2 separate regions of the Mus musculus genome follow, and region 2 is linked to region 1. The links are chromatin contacts, called in public promoter capture Hi-C maps. All regions are on one chromosome and are shown on one strand. The core of a region is the stretch at or near the end of the contact, and the rest is flanking DNA. Distances in the headings are between cores, read along the strand shown. Region 1 holds the start of Sgsm3 (small G protein signaling modulator 3). Region 2 overlaps Mrtfa (myocardin related transcription factor A).

Region 1 (6,337 bases), core at 1,055-3,554:
AAACCCCCATGCCCAGCTTCTGTCGGCTCTTGAAACGGCACATTTTTTGATTCAAAGAACTCTATGGCAGTCTTTGGTTTTAGCTGGTGAGGCTTCTCCTACTTTGCATTATGAGGCAGGTGCCAGTTTTCTCACACACGTGCAGCTTGGCTGAATTATGTCAATACACAAGGTCCCGTCTTATGTGTATTTGACACTGCTAAAACTGAAAGGAGCCTTGCCTGGGCACTGATGGTCCTAGGAGCATTAAACAGTTTTTTGTGTGCTTGTTTTCTTTCTCCTCTTTCTGACTAACAGCCTTTCCTGTAGCCTAAACATATTTGCACAGTTCTTACGTAGCATTTTGAAATAAATGTTTCATAAGGCAGACTTGATGGCACACCCCCTTAACCTCAGCAACTTAGAAGGCAAAGGCAAACAATCTCTGGGAGTTTGAGGCCACCCTGCTTTACACAGGGAACTCCAGGTCAGCAAAAGGTATGTGAAGAGACCATGTTAAAACATGAAAACTGAGCCGGGCAGTGGTGGCACACACCATTAATCCCAGCACTTGGGAGGCAGAGGCAGGTGGATTTCTGAGTTCGAGACCAGCCTGGTCTACAAAGTGAGTTCCAGGACAGCCAGGGCTACACAGAGAAACCCTGTCTCGAAAACAAACAAACAAACAAACAAACAAACAACAACAACAACAAAAACAAACAAAAATCAAAAAAACAAAAACCACACGCAAAAACTGAGGGGCTAGAGTTGGCTCAGTGATTTAGTGATTAAGAGCACTTGTTGCTTTAACAGAGGACCTGAGTTCAATCCCAGCTTCCACGTGGTGACTCAGGACCATCTGTAACTCCAGTTCTAGCCTCCTCAAGCGCCAGGCACCATGGTACATGTATACTCATGTGGGCAAAGCACTAATACACATACAATAAAACACATGCATCTTTCAATTTTTAATGTGTGTGCTGGGGATGAGTCACACAAATTAAAAGGGTGCTGTGACTGAAAAGACAAACAGACTACTTAGGTAATCAACACAGATTCCATGTTACCACTTCCTAGCTCCTGTTATTTCCATCCGGGTCCTTCTCTAAACACTTCCGTCAGAAAGTCAGCCGTGCCTGTTTGCTAGCAGTCACCACCGTGGGGCTTTTTTGACTGTTGGCGTTCCCTCATAGAAGGAGGGACTGAAGAGGGCAACTGTCTGCCCCTTCCCACCCCAGACTTGAGATTACAGCTGCTCCTCACAGCCATTGGAGGCAGTTCTACCCTAATTGCACATGACCTCAAAAATCTCTGGATGCGCCGGGTCATATATGCTTCAGGGGCTCCATGTCCTCCTGAGCTGTGGGGAAGCCATATTCCATTTCGGGTGAAGACGGCAGTATGGCTGCATGTTACCCATGCTCCTGTATGCAATCTATCATCTATGCTCTGTAAGTAAGCCTAACAGATTCATTGGCTCTCCAGGTTGAACTTTGCTGAGATCGTACTTCGATTCGTCATTGGCACCTTATAAGGATCTGGTAAATATTTAAGTCTCTCAGGGAAGGAATTTTTGAAACAAATGAGAATAACATTCATTCTGCATTCAGCCCATTCCTGTGCTTGGGTGATGTGAAAAACCTGCTAATGTGCTTTGTAAGCTGTTTATTGTACGGCCAGGTCATGACTGAGTCCACCTTGCGGTTTGTAGAGTTTGCTTCATTGACCTGGGCACAAGTACGAACCAACACTTCAAACCGGTGTTGGTCGCAGTCAGTGTCTTTTCAGATTTGGCTGAGATGTCCCTTTAATGCTGTTGATAGCCTTTCTGAAATGAGGGAGGGGGGGGGGGCGGGTTCAGATTAGATTCCTTGCCAGCAGTGACAGTGTCAGCTGCCATCTTTCTGGATTGTTCTTTGGTGCTGTGTTTAAACGTTTTCCATACACATTGAGTTCTCACGGAAACCGTAAGTTCCGGGTTTTTATGGATGCGCAAAATGTTACGAGTGACTCAAAAGCAGGTGCTCAGGTTCCACACACCGCTTCCTTCTTAGTCATGACCTCAATCAATTACTGCTTTCCCCAGGGCCTGTGACTGATGGAAAACTAGATTAATCTGGTCTAGAAGCCAGCTCTGTGAGCCTGAAAGAGAAGACCAGTTTCTGGACTTGTGCACTGACTCCATCCTGACTGCTCCCAAACAACCACGAGTTGCTTGCATCACAGACCGGGTGCCTGGGGTACCTACCTCTAAAGGACGCCTGGAACCTGGGATGGGCCAGTCTTCCCGCGAAACTACAGCCCCCAGCATGCCCCACGGCCACCGGCTCTGCGGCCCGCGCGTGCGCAGAAGGGCAGCAGTGCGCGCCGACTAGGAGGCAGCTGCTAGCCTGACCTGCCGAGGTGCTGAGGTGGCCGCGAGACAGGTGAGCGGTGCGCGAGTCTCCGAGTCTCCGGGCCGGCGAGGGGGACGCTCACCTGCCTCTTGAGTGGAGGCCGCGGGGTACGGGCTGAGGGGAAGGCGGCGGGGAAGGCGCCGCCTCAGGCGGGGGCGGCGAGCCGCCGCGGCGTGGCTGCTCCCACGGCGACCCGGGACGCGCGTGACAGTGACAGACCCACCCCCTCCGGCGGCTCCCGGCGACCCGGAGGAACTGCGCCTGACGCAGCGGCGGGCGTCTCGGCAGGTGGCAACTCTCCCTCAGAGCCGACTTAGCTGTTCCCCTGGAAGACTCGGGTTCAGTGCCTAGGCCGAGTGTTAGCAGCGGGGAAACTGAGGCGGACGTGTAGGCAGGGGTCGCCTCGTGTGCTTCCGGTTAGAGGTCCTGAAATTACCCTGAGATTTAGGTGTGGGTCCCGACTGCTTTCATAGGGCAGTAATAGGAAATACAGATGCTTTAAAGTTTCCTTGTCAGTGACAGATTGTGCCGTGTCTTCCCGTCTCATGATGCATAGGAAATTTATGATGGGCTATGGTGGGTTTGTTTTTGTTTTTGTTTAGGTTTTTGTTGGTGTTGGTGGTGAGTTTTTAGAGATGACAGGGGAGTGGGTATTATCTGTCTGTCTGTCTGTCTGTCTGTCTATCCGGTTCCTTAAAAGAAATCTTTCTAGGTAAATTCATGTTTGTAGCCCAGGCTGGCCTCAGACTCCGAGCTCTGCCTGCTTCTGCTTTCCAAGTGCCGAACTGAAGGTGTGCGCTCTCAAGCCTCCAAATTCACATCTTCAACCGGACTACTTTTCAGTTTCATCTTTTTTTCTTTGTAGCTTTTCTGACTGTGCTGGTGACTGAGTTTTCAGGCACGCACAGTTCCTGGTTCTTTTCCCCCTTAAGCCCTCTGTTAGCCTCCAGCTTTCTTCTGACTCCAAGCATTAATGATCAGTTTCCCATACTCTGTTCCCCGTGACCTATGTGTGTGCTGCTGCTGCTGCTACTGTTGTTGTTGATTATTCCATATGGAACCCAGGGCCTCCCTCCACTACTGAGCTGTCCCCAAATCCTTAATGTAGCTTCTTCATCATTATCTCATCTTGGTTTTTTGGTTGATTGGTTGATTGGTTTTAAACTTTTAAAATTTAATTTTTTTAAATGTGTGTGTGTTCATGAGTGCATGACCTGCAAAGGTCAGAAGATGGCTTTAGATCCCCAGGAGTTAGAACAGCGGTGAGATTGTTATGGGTTCTGAGAACCAAATTTGACTTCTCTGCTAGAGCAGTATTCATTCTTAACCGTAGAGCTATGGCTCCACCCCTGATTGTTGCTGGTGTTGTTTGTCCCTGGCTAGCCCGAAGCTTTCTGTGTAGACTAGGCTGGTCTTCAGTGATCTTTCTGTTTCTCTGACTCGTAGATGTTGGGATTAAAGCATGTGTCAACACATCCAACTCCCTGTCCTTTTTAACCACAGATATGTGTGGTCTATGGTAGAGGGGAGGTGTTTTGGCTGGTGTATATGACCCCTGGATCAACATTAATTTAATAAGACTGTGGGGAGTCCTGGATGTGGCTTGGGTACAGTGCTGGTTGACAAAAGTAAACCTTTTGTTTAGTTCCTAGCAAGAAGAAGGTTGTGAGCAAGTAGTTGCCACCACATAAAAATGTGTTCACCCTCTTTCTTTGTGAATTTGGGAACTTGTCACATTGACAGACGGATGAACTGGGGTAGCATGTCATGGAAGTGAGGGAAGTTCTGAGAAAGAGACTGAGGAGAACTCTGCTGTTGCAGGGCTGTCTTCCTGTGCCTGGAGGGACTGCAAGAGCATCCTGCTGGCTCAGAGTCAGACAAAATGTTCTCTGTTTGTGTTTTCTCCTTATTTCTTCTTTGTTCTCAATGAAGATATGGCAGAAGCCCAAAACCTTGTAGATTTGGTGACTTAACATAAGATTCATCAGCGTGTTCTCCAGACTCTGCCTGTTATTCAGCGGGTAACAGCAGTAATTTTCCATAGCAGCCATTCATGGGCTCAGACTGTCATAAGGAAGTGGGACTAGCACAAAGGGTGGTACACAGAAGAAATAAAGATCCTGTTTGTCATTGCATATAACACAAACTCGGACAGGAAATCCGTACAGGACAGCTAGGTGGGAGAAGTTAGACACAGGAGTGTGGCTTCTATTTGCAGTAATATTGTTGAATCTCTTTTCCCTAATAAACACTGTAACCATGGCAGTCAACTGTAGGTTAATTTTGTTTTACATATGTGTAAATAAGGTTTAGAGGTTAAGTGATTTTTCATAGAAACACTGTGACACAGCCATCATCTAGTTAACTCTATCTAGTTCTAAAACCCCATTTTTCCCTCTCTCCCATAGTTTCTCCCCCTTTCCCATAATGCTTGCTGAGAAGCCTAGAACCCAGCATCTTCCTGCCTCTCCTTTCCAAGTGCTGAGATACAAATGCGTACCACCAGTCCTCTTTTTGACAGTGTTTTGTATTGTCCTGTCAGCAAGTATATTCAAAGTATTGGAGATGTGGCTTAATTTCCTTCTATGTACAAGGCTCTGTGTTCAATACCAGCTCTGCAAAACAACAAAAGCAAGTATATTTATGTTTTTCCTCATTCTTGTTTCCACTCTTTCCTTTTAATGTAGTGCTTGGAGTCAAACCTAGGGACTCTCATATGGTAGGCAAGCTCTACCATTGAGTTATATTCTCAGGGTAAGCTTCCCATTTTCCTTTTTTGGAGACGACACGGTCTCTTTTATATAGCACTGGCTGCCCTGAAACTTGATCTGTAGATCAGGCCGGCCTGGAACTCATAGAGCTTTGCCTGCCTTTGCCTCCCCAGTGCTGGGATCAAAGGTGTGCACCGCCACACCAGGCTCATTTTCTTCCTATATTTGTCCTTAAAAAGCAGATTCCAGGCCTGGGGATGTAGCTTAGTTTGTAGGTTGGTTGTCTAGTATGAATGAAGCCCTGTATTTGATCTTTAGCATCATATATGGTGCTACAGATATGGTGGTATCTGCCTGTAATCCCAGTGGAGGCAGGGGATCAGGCATTCAGAGTCATCCTTAGCTATATAGATAGTTCAAGGTCATCCAGGGATACATAAATTTGTCTCAAAGTCGAGGTTCAGACTCTCCCCCTGTCTTTTATTTACTTCTTAGTGTAATACTAAGCTTTCACCTTCATGAACTTCATTGAGTATTCATGAATATCATGGATATCTACTGTGTATCCCACCCTCTGTAAGCTTTACCCTGAGACTTTAGGGAAAGAAGTTGGAAATTGTTAGTATTGTATGTTAAATGCTTATATCATAGTCTTTAGTCTTGGGAATTGGGGAAAGGCGCTGGACCACTAACAGAGAGAAATAATTCCTTGCTCTAGCAATTCTATTAGCCTGCATGTGTGGTTCTGTACTTTGAGGAAGAATCGTGCTCCCATCCCCCTCCAGCGAGAAGTGATATGGTTGAAAGATAAAGTGCAGGCTCTGGAGTCTGACAGACTAGGACCTGAGCCACAAATGCGTCTTTGTGATACCAGCTTTTAGTGTAAGCTCTTGGAAAGTAGGGCCTTTGTCTTATTCACCACCTTACCTCTCTAGATCAACAGTAGGTGAGTGATAACTTGGAGGCTTAAATGCTTTATGGGATTGTTGTGCTCAACATGGTAGAGATGAGTGCTAGTAGTAGCATATGACTAAATGGTGAGGCTACATTTTCTGTGCCCCTTACCTTATGTGCTATTTTGACAACTCTGTTTTTTGAATTTTACATATATAATAAGTCATTCCTCTTTTGAAAATGTAGGCTCATTGCCTTATGATCACCATTCACAAATGAAGCATTCACTTCTTTTTAGTAGGCATAGTTAACTGTTATCTGTGTCTTCTAACATTGTATCTCTCTTCTGGTTATACT
Region 2 (5,936 bases), core at 19-2,518, 69 kb after region 1:
TGTTCCATCCATCAAGGACTCCTGATGGAAAAGTAAGAGGCGGGTAAGACTGGAACGAGACCCCTGACCCCTGCTCTGTAGGGTGCTCCTATGCCACCGAGGAGCCAAGCCAACCCAAGGAGCAAGTGTACAAACACCGAGAGACACTTACGCGGCATGATCCCTTGGCTCACCAGTTCCTCCCGGGTCCGCCGCTGCTGGAGCTTCAACTGCAGCACTGCATGGTGGCAAGAAGAGAAGACAGATGCAGGTTAGTCAGCCATTCCACCTCAGCAGACACATTCTCAAATGCAGCAAAGTCTAAAAGGTAGCCTATGGTATGAAAGGAGGATCCCAAACTGCAACTGTGGGTAACTGCAGAAGTGGCCTGACACAGCAGGGTTTCCGCATTCTGCTGTGGGCGGCAAGAGGAAGTTGCGAAGAGTCTTGCAGGGTGATAACAATCCACAAACTACCAGTCTTGCCTCTTGCTTAAACCTTACAGAACTCAGCCTTCCTCCTGGGACTGAGAAACACCAACCAGTTCTAAGCTCAAAGAAAGTCTAATGGGGCCAGCGCCCAGCACAAAGAGCTGTATAAGTTCTAAGTGTTTGCACATAGCATGTTGAACAAATGCACTCTGCACAGAGACCACAATCTAAAAAGTATGGCTACTTTCACACACACCACATTCCTCTAGACTACAAGGTATCTTGCCGTCCACATGCTTCTGTTTTCACACAGGGCTTTCTCTGCTGAGAGGAGACACCCAAGAGCTACGACTTAGTGTACATCGGGCTAGTGGAGACAGGTGTCGCTCCTAGCTCTGTTTGGCAACACTGCTCAATGAAACAACAGGGATCTTTATCAAATTAAACATCAACCATCTTTACAACTATACACTACTCAAAGGATCAACTAGCATAGCTGTGGTTACGATGCTAAGAAAATGTCTAGGGAGGGTTAGGAGGATCCCAGAGCCCACAGCAAGTCCCCTTCTGTCTAACAGGTTTCAACTGCAGGGCCCTGAAAGTCATATCTGAGGGTAACCTACAAATACTAGGAACAGTGGTGTACTAACACGGGCCTTTTCTACGCAGCGATTTTTAGAGGCACCCAAGGATGGGAGGACGCTGGCTGGGCTCTTGCCTACGCTTCAAGGTCACAGGAACAAGCAGAACTTCTCTTTCTCTCAAAATTATGATTTATGTTCCAAGTTCCTTTCCCTGTCCTGTTAGCAAGCTTGCTTGCCTCCTTCTGCTCTTATGTCACATCAGGCTGCAATGGGGACTTCCAGGCACGATTCCCTAGGGTGAGACACCCCAACGAGAATGTTAAATTTTACTCTTCCTTAAGTACCATGGACTTTCCCTCACCTTTAAAATTTCATTTTTGCTTGAAAATGTCCACTCTCTTTTTCTTTTTCTCTTCTTCTCTATATTCTCCACTATATTCAGAATTACGTTGGGTCACCTAAGCTACTTTACCTGAACAGTGATGTTGGGTGCTGTGCGTGGTTACCTCTGAATATCCCCCCTGCTAATTTACAAACTCCTATAAATTTAATTAAAAAAAAAAAAGTCTTATTAAGCCAAGCATGGTGGCTCATACCTATATTCTCCCAGCCTTTGGAGGCTGAGGCAAAGGACAGTTAAAATTTTCACATCAGCCTGGGGTTGCTACAAAGTAAAAGTCTGTCTCAAAAAAGAAAAAATGTTATTTGTATTTTATTATAGCAGGCATTTAATGACAGGAATTAGGGGCAGCTACTCAGAAGACTAAGGCAGGAGGATCAAAAATTCAAAGCCTACCTTGGCTATAAAAATTGAATTGGCATACATCTTTAATTCCAGCACTCAGGAGGCAGAGGCAGAGAGATCTCTGAGTTGCAGGCTAGCCTGGTGTACAAAGTGAGTTCCAGGAGAGCCAGGGCTACACAGAGAAACCCTGTCTTGAGAGAGGGAGAGAGGGAGGGAAGAAAGAAGGGAGGGAGAGAGAAGGAGAGGGGGAGAGAGAGAGAACCAAACTGACTCTCAAGATGTTGAGAGTTTGGAAATCTAACAAAGAGGCGATTTTTTTTAAAACAAATTAACATTGCTTAAAATAAAGCCCTAATTAAATAGGTAAAAGCAACAACCATTTCAGTGGCTGATATTTATAGCATGTGCTTTGTACCAGACCCTATCCTACATACCTTTGGTGTGTGTGTGTGTCTGTGTGTGTGTGTCTGTGTGTGTGTGTGTGTGTCTGTCTGTGTGTGCTGTTTTGTGACAATGGGGATCAAACTCCGGGCCCTGTGCACGCCAGGCGAATGCTCACTGAGCTACCTTTCAGCCCTGTGCATTTGTGCTCTAAAATCCTAAGGAGATTGGTAGTGTTTGTCCCACCTTACAGGTTAGGAAAGTGGGGCCTACAGAGACCAATTCACCTTGTTTGTCTCAGTAATGGGGGCGGAACAAAAACTGAACCCAAACAATCTGATGTCACAACCTGAGCTCCAGCTGTTTCTCCCAAGGTTTTCTGCAAGTCAGCTCTGCCGAGATACCAGGCCTCCTGGGTTCATTATCTGGTGCGGAGGGAAACCGCTGGCTCAGATTAGGGTCAGAGGAGATGAGGTAATCTACTTCAGTGGGGGAATCTGCCTGGGAGCTGGACTGCAGCGTTAACACAAACACCAGCAGCACAGCACTAAGATGCAGCCGGCGAGGAGCCACCGCGTTTGTACTGTTGCTTCTGTGCTCGGTGACTGGTGTGCTTTTAATGTATTTAATCACCCCACTCCACGGCCCGATGGCTAAGGGGTCATAGCTAATACACGCAAGGCCCTCAGTTTTTTTTTTTTTTTTTTTAATTAGGTATTTTCATCATTTACATTTCCAATGCTATCCCAAAAGTCCCCCATACCCAATCCCCCCCCACTCCCCTACCCACCCACTCCCCCTTTTTGGCCCTGGCATTCCCCTGTACTGAGGCATATAAAGTTTGCAAGTCCAATGGACCTCTCTTTCCAGTGATGGCCGACTAGGCCATCTTTTGATACATATGCAGCTAGGCCCTCAGTTTTAACCTCGGCACTGACAAAGAAGGTGGGCAGCTCTACAAAGATAGCTGTGATCACCATCTCCGTTCTCAAAGAAGAAAATTAGAGCCTGTTCTAGTTAGAACGGTTTTTGTTTTGTGCCACAAAGATGAAGAGAACAGAAGCTGGTTCAGCTGGTTCGAGCCTGCTCTATAGTTTTCAGGTGTGCGCTCTTAGCATCAACGCCTACTCATAAGAGAGGGGAAAGCCAGACCAGACAGGATGGAAAAAGATAAAGGGGCATCTTCTACAGTGTATCTAAGGCCTGGGGTAAGATAAGCTATTAGGGACTGCTTAAATATAACAAATTAATTTGACTTCAGAGAGCAGAGACCAATGAAATTAAATTAAGCATGAACGTTTCAAATAAAGAATAATTAGTGAAACAGCTATTATTCAAGAGTAATTTTGAAATACCAATTAATAGTCCTATGTGAAGCACCCACAGCCAGGGTCACGAGGGCCACTGTGTGACTGTGCTGTTGTTTGTGAAGATGGGAGAGTGGGGGCTCTAGGGCTGGCCATGCTAACCTGGTTTCTTTTCTTTTTCTTCCAATCCTTTGCAAAAAAATTATTAATTTATGCATATGGGTGTTTTGCCTGAATGTTTCTGTGTGCACCACACACATGCAGTGCCTGTGGAGACAAGAAGCAGGCACTGGATTCCCAGTTACAGCTGGCTATGAGCCTCACGTGGGTGCTGGGAATCAAACCTGCGTCCTCTGAAAAGCAGCCAGAGCTCCTCACCGTGAAGCAGTCTCTGGGGGGCGGGGCGGGGGAGTCCTCCAGTTCTTCTCTGGAAAGCACTCGGCTGCTTCACCAGTTATAACTGCATTTGTTCGTCTGTATACAGGCTACCCACACACTCCCATGGAGACACAGACGCTGGATTACGTTTGTGGGGTTTGGTAATGGTAAAGGTAAAGACAAGCTTGTGCACAAGCAGGCATTTCTGTTGGCTCTTTCTTTATGGGGACTGATAAGGAGATCAAAGCGTGATGACTTACAGTCAAACAGGAGAGTATGCCAAAGTCTTCCTTCCATATATCTCCCCAGACTAGCACTGTCTAGGTTCACAAGCAAAGGCACTTGCTGCTAAGACTGACTGAGTTTGATCCCTGGGACCCAAACAGTGAAGGAAGAAAACCAACTCCTCCAAGTTGTCCTAAGACTCTATGTCTGTCTGTCTGTCTGTCTGTCTGTCTGTCTGTCTATCTCTCTCTCTCTAACACACACACACACACAGAGGGATAACAAACAAATTTAAGAATAAAAGCAAATCATCTGAACTGTTTTTAATATTTCTTGGGTTGAGTGGACAAAGCACTCAGTTTATTAAAACATGCTTCCACCACTCTCTAGCTTCAAGCTTCTTTTCCCGGGAAGCTCTGGAGAAGCAGCTGGGCATTCGTCTTAGCATGTGATAATCAGAGCATCATCCTGGCATCAGTGAGTCACATCAATTTTATTCATGCATCATACACTGTAGTTGATCTCATATCCTTAAATTCACTTCGTGGTATTCAAACTATAAAAATACATGACCTATCATTTAGGATCAGATACCCTGAACACACTAGTTTTATTCTTACCATGTGCCGGAGGGATGGCTCAGTGGTTACACACACTGGCCAAGGTTCAATTTCACATAGAGGCTCACAACCACTTGTGAAATCAGTTCTAGGGGATCTGGTGCCCTCTTCTGGCCTCCTCAGGCACCAACCAGGACATAAATGCAGACAAAACACCCATACACATCAAATACAATTAAAATTAAAATTGAGTAGGGAAAACGTGGGGCCTGGGGACGGAGCTCAGTTGGTAGAATCCTTACCTAGCATTCACTAGGCCCAGTAGCACACACACTAGGTGTGGTGATAGTCCCAGGAATCTGGGGAACATGGGCAGGAGGGTCAAAGTTGAAAGTCATTTTTGGCTTATATATACTCAATTTGAGGCCAGCTGGTGATACATGAGATCCTGTTTCAAAATAAATAAAATAAATGACACTGGGAAGCAGCTGAAAGTGCCCTGAGAACACGGTTCCTGAGTTTTGCTGTTGGTGTTCCTTCCAGCGTCCACACTCAGAGCAGGGACTGGAGGCTGGGGGAGAGTGCTCTTCGTTCAGTCATCAGCAAGAACTTACTAGACAGCCACCACACGGCAGGCACACACAGGACAACCGGGAGACCCAGCATGTAGTGCGTGATAACAAGTTTGACAGGAGGCAGCCCTGAAGCACAGTCAGAGCTCAGAACCCTGCCTCTCCTCTTTTAATGCTCTGCTGCTAACTTGTAACACTTTCTCTTGCTATTACAAGGTCAACTGTTTAAAACACATTTTAGGGGAAACAAAAAAGCTGGGCAGGCAGAGGACACCTCCTTCCTTCTTCCTCCTCATAGTTATTATAATGGGCAGTGTAGACAAAACAATGTTCTTAACGACCCAGCACATGATGGTCAGCACGGGAGAGATGGAACTGATAACATCTTGCCTGGTACAGACTTTAGTCCTGGCTAATCAATCGTGGTGTTTGTTTCCAGGCATGAGATAGACAGAAAGCCTACTGCATGTCTGTTTGATCTGTATAAGCAGAAACATTTTCAAACAAACAAAAGGAAGGCTACATTTGATTGTGGCAAAAGACAATCTTGGCCAGTAAATCAATTTCCAGACTTGAGCCAGTTTGCAGACCCATAACCCCTTGAATGAAGGGGTGGCCAGGTTCCCCTGAGGAAGGATCTTGATAAGACACCTAAAAGGTTTGCTATTAGCCTTTCTCTAGTTCTTCCCCAGAGGGACCCACAACCTTTTACAAGGGTAACTGTACACTGGGAAAAAGGAAATAATCAGATTTTCCGGGGTCTATTGGATACTG

The links. Promoter capture Hi-C pulls out the DNA fragments that hold promoters and counts their contacts.
Region 2: a contact with region 1 is called in a promoter capture Hi-C map of macrophages, with 8 read pairs. The contact joins the enhancer-like site here to the promoter of Sgsm3 in region 1. A contact is called at or near these places in 2 of 39 promoter capture datasets (embryonic stem cells and macrophages), 2 of 484 Hi-C or Micro-C datasets (the G1E-ER4 cell line and the HPC-7 cell line), 4 of 115 datasets of contacts at active chromatin or transcription factors (the 230-238 cell line, effector CD8 T cells, embryonic stem cells and 1 more) and 3 of 9 other capture datasets (adipose tissue, liver and pancreatic islet).

Annotation. Positions count from the first base shown.
Region 1 is chr15:80,975,461-80,981,797 of GRCm38.p6, forward strand. Sgsm3 (small G protein signaling modulator 3) reads left to right here and starts at 2,305. Exons shown (of 22, transcript NM_134091.2): 1 at 2,305-2,405.
Region 2 is chr15:81,045,138-81,051,073 of GRCm38.p6, forward strand. It overlaps Mrtfa (myocardin related transcription factor A), which reads right to left. Exons shown (of 14, transcript NM_001082536.2): 3 at 152-217. Among named protein-coding and RNA genes, the nearest start is that of Sgsm3, 70 kb to the left of the region's middle. Within about 2 kb of position 1,269, at least 142 of the 459 cell types and tissues checked have an H3K27ac peak or open chromatin away from gene starts, as enhancers often do. A contact at or near this core is called in the 230-238 cell line, the G1E-ER4 cell line, the HPC-7 cell line and 2 more, where this site is marked.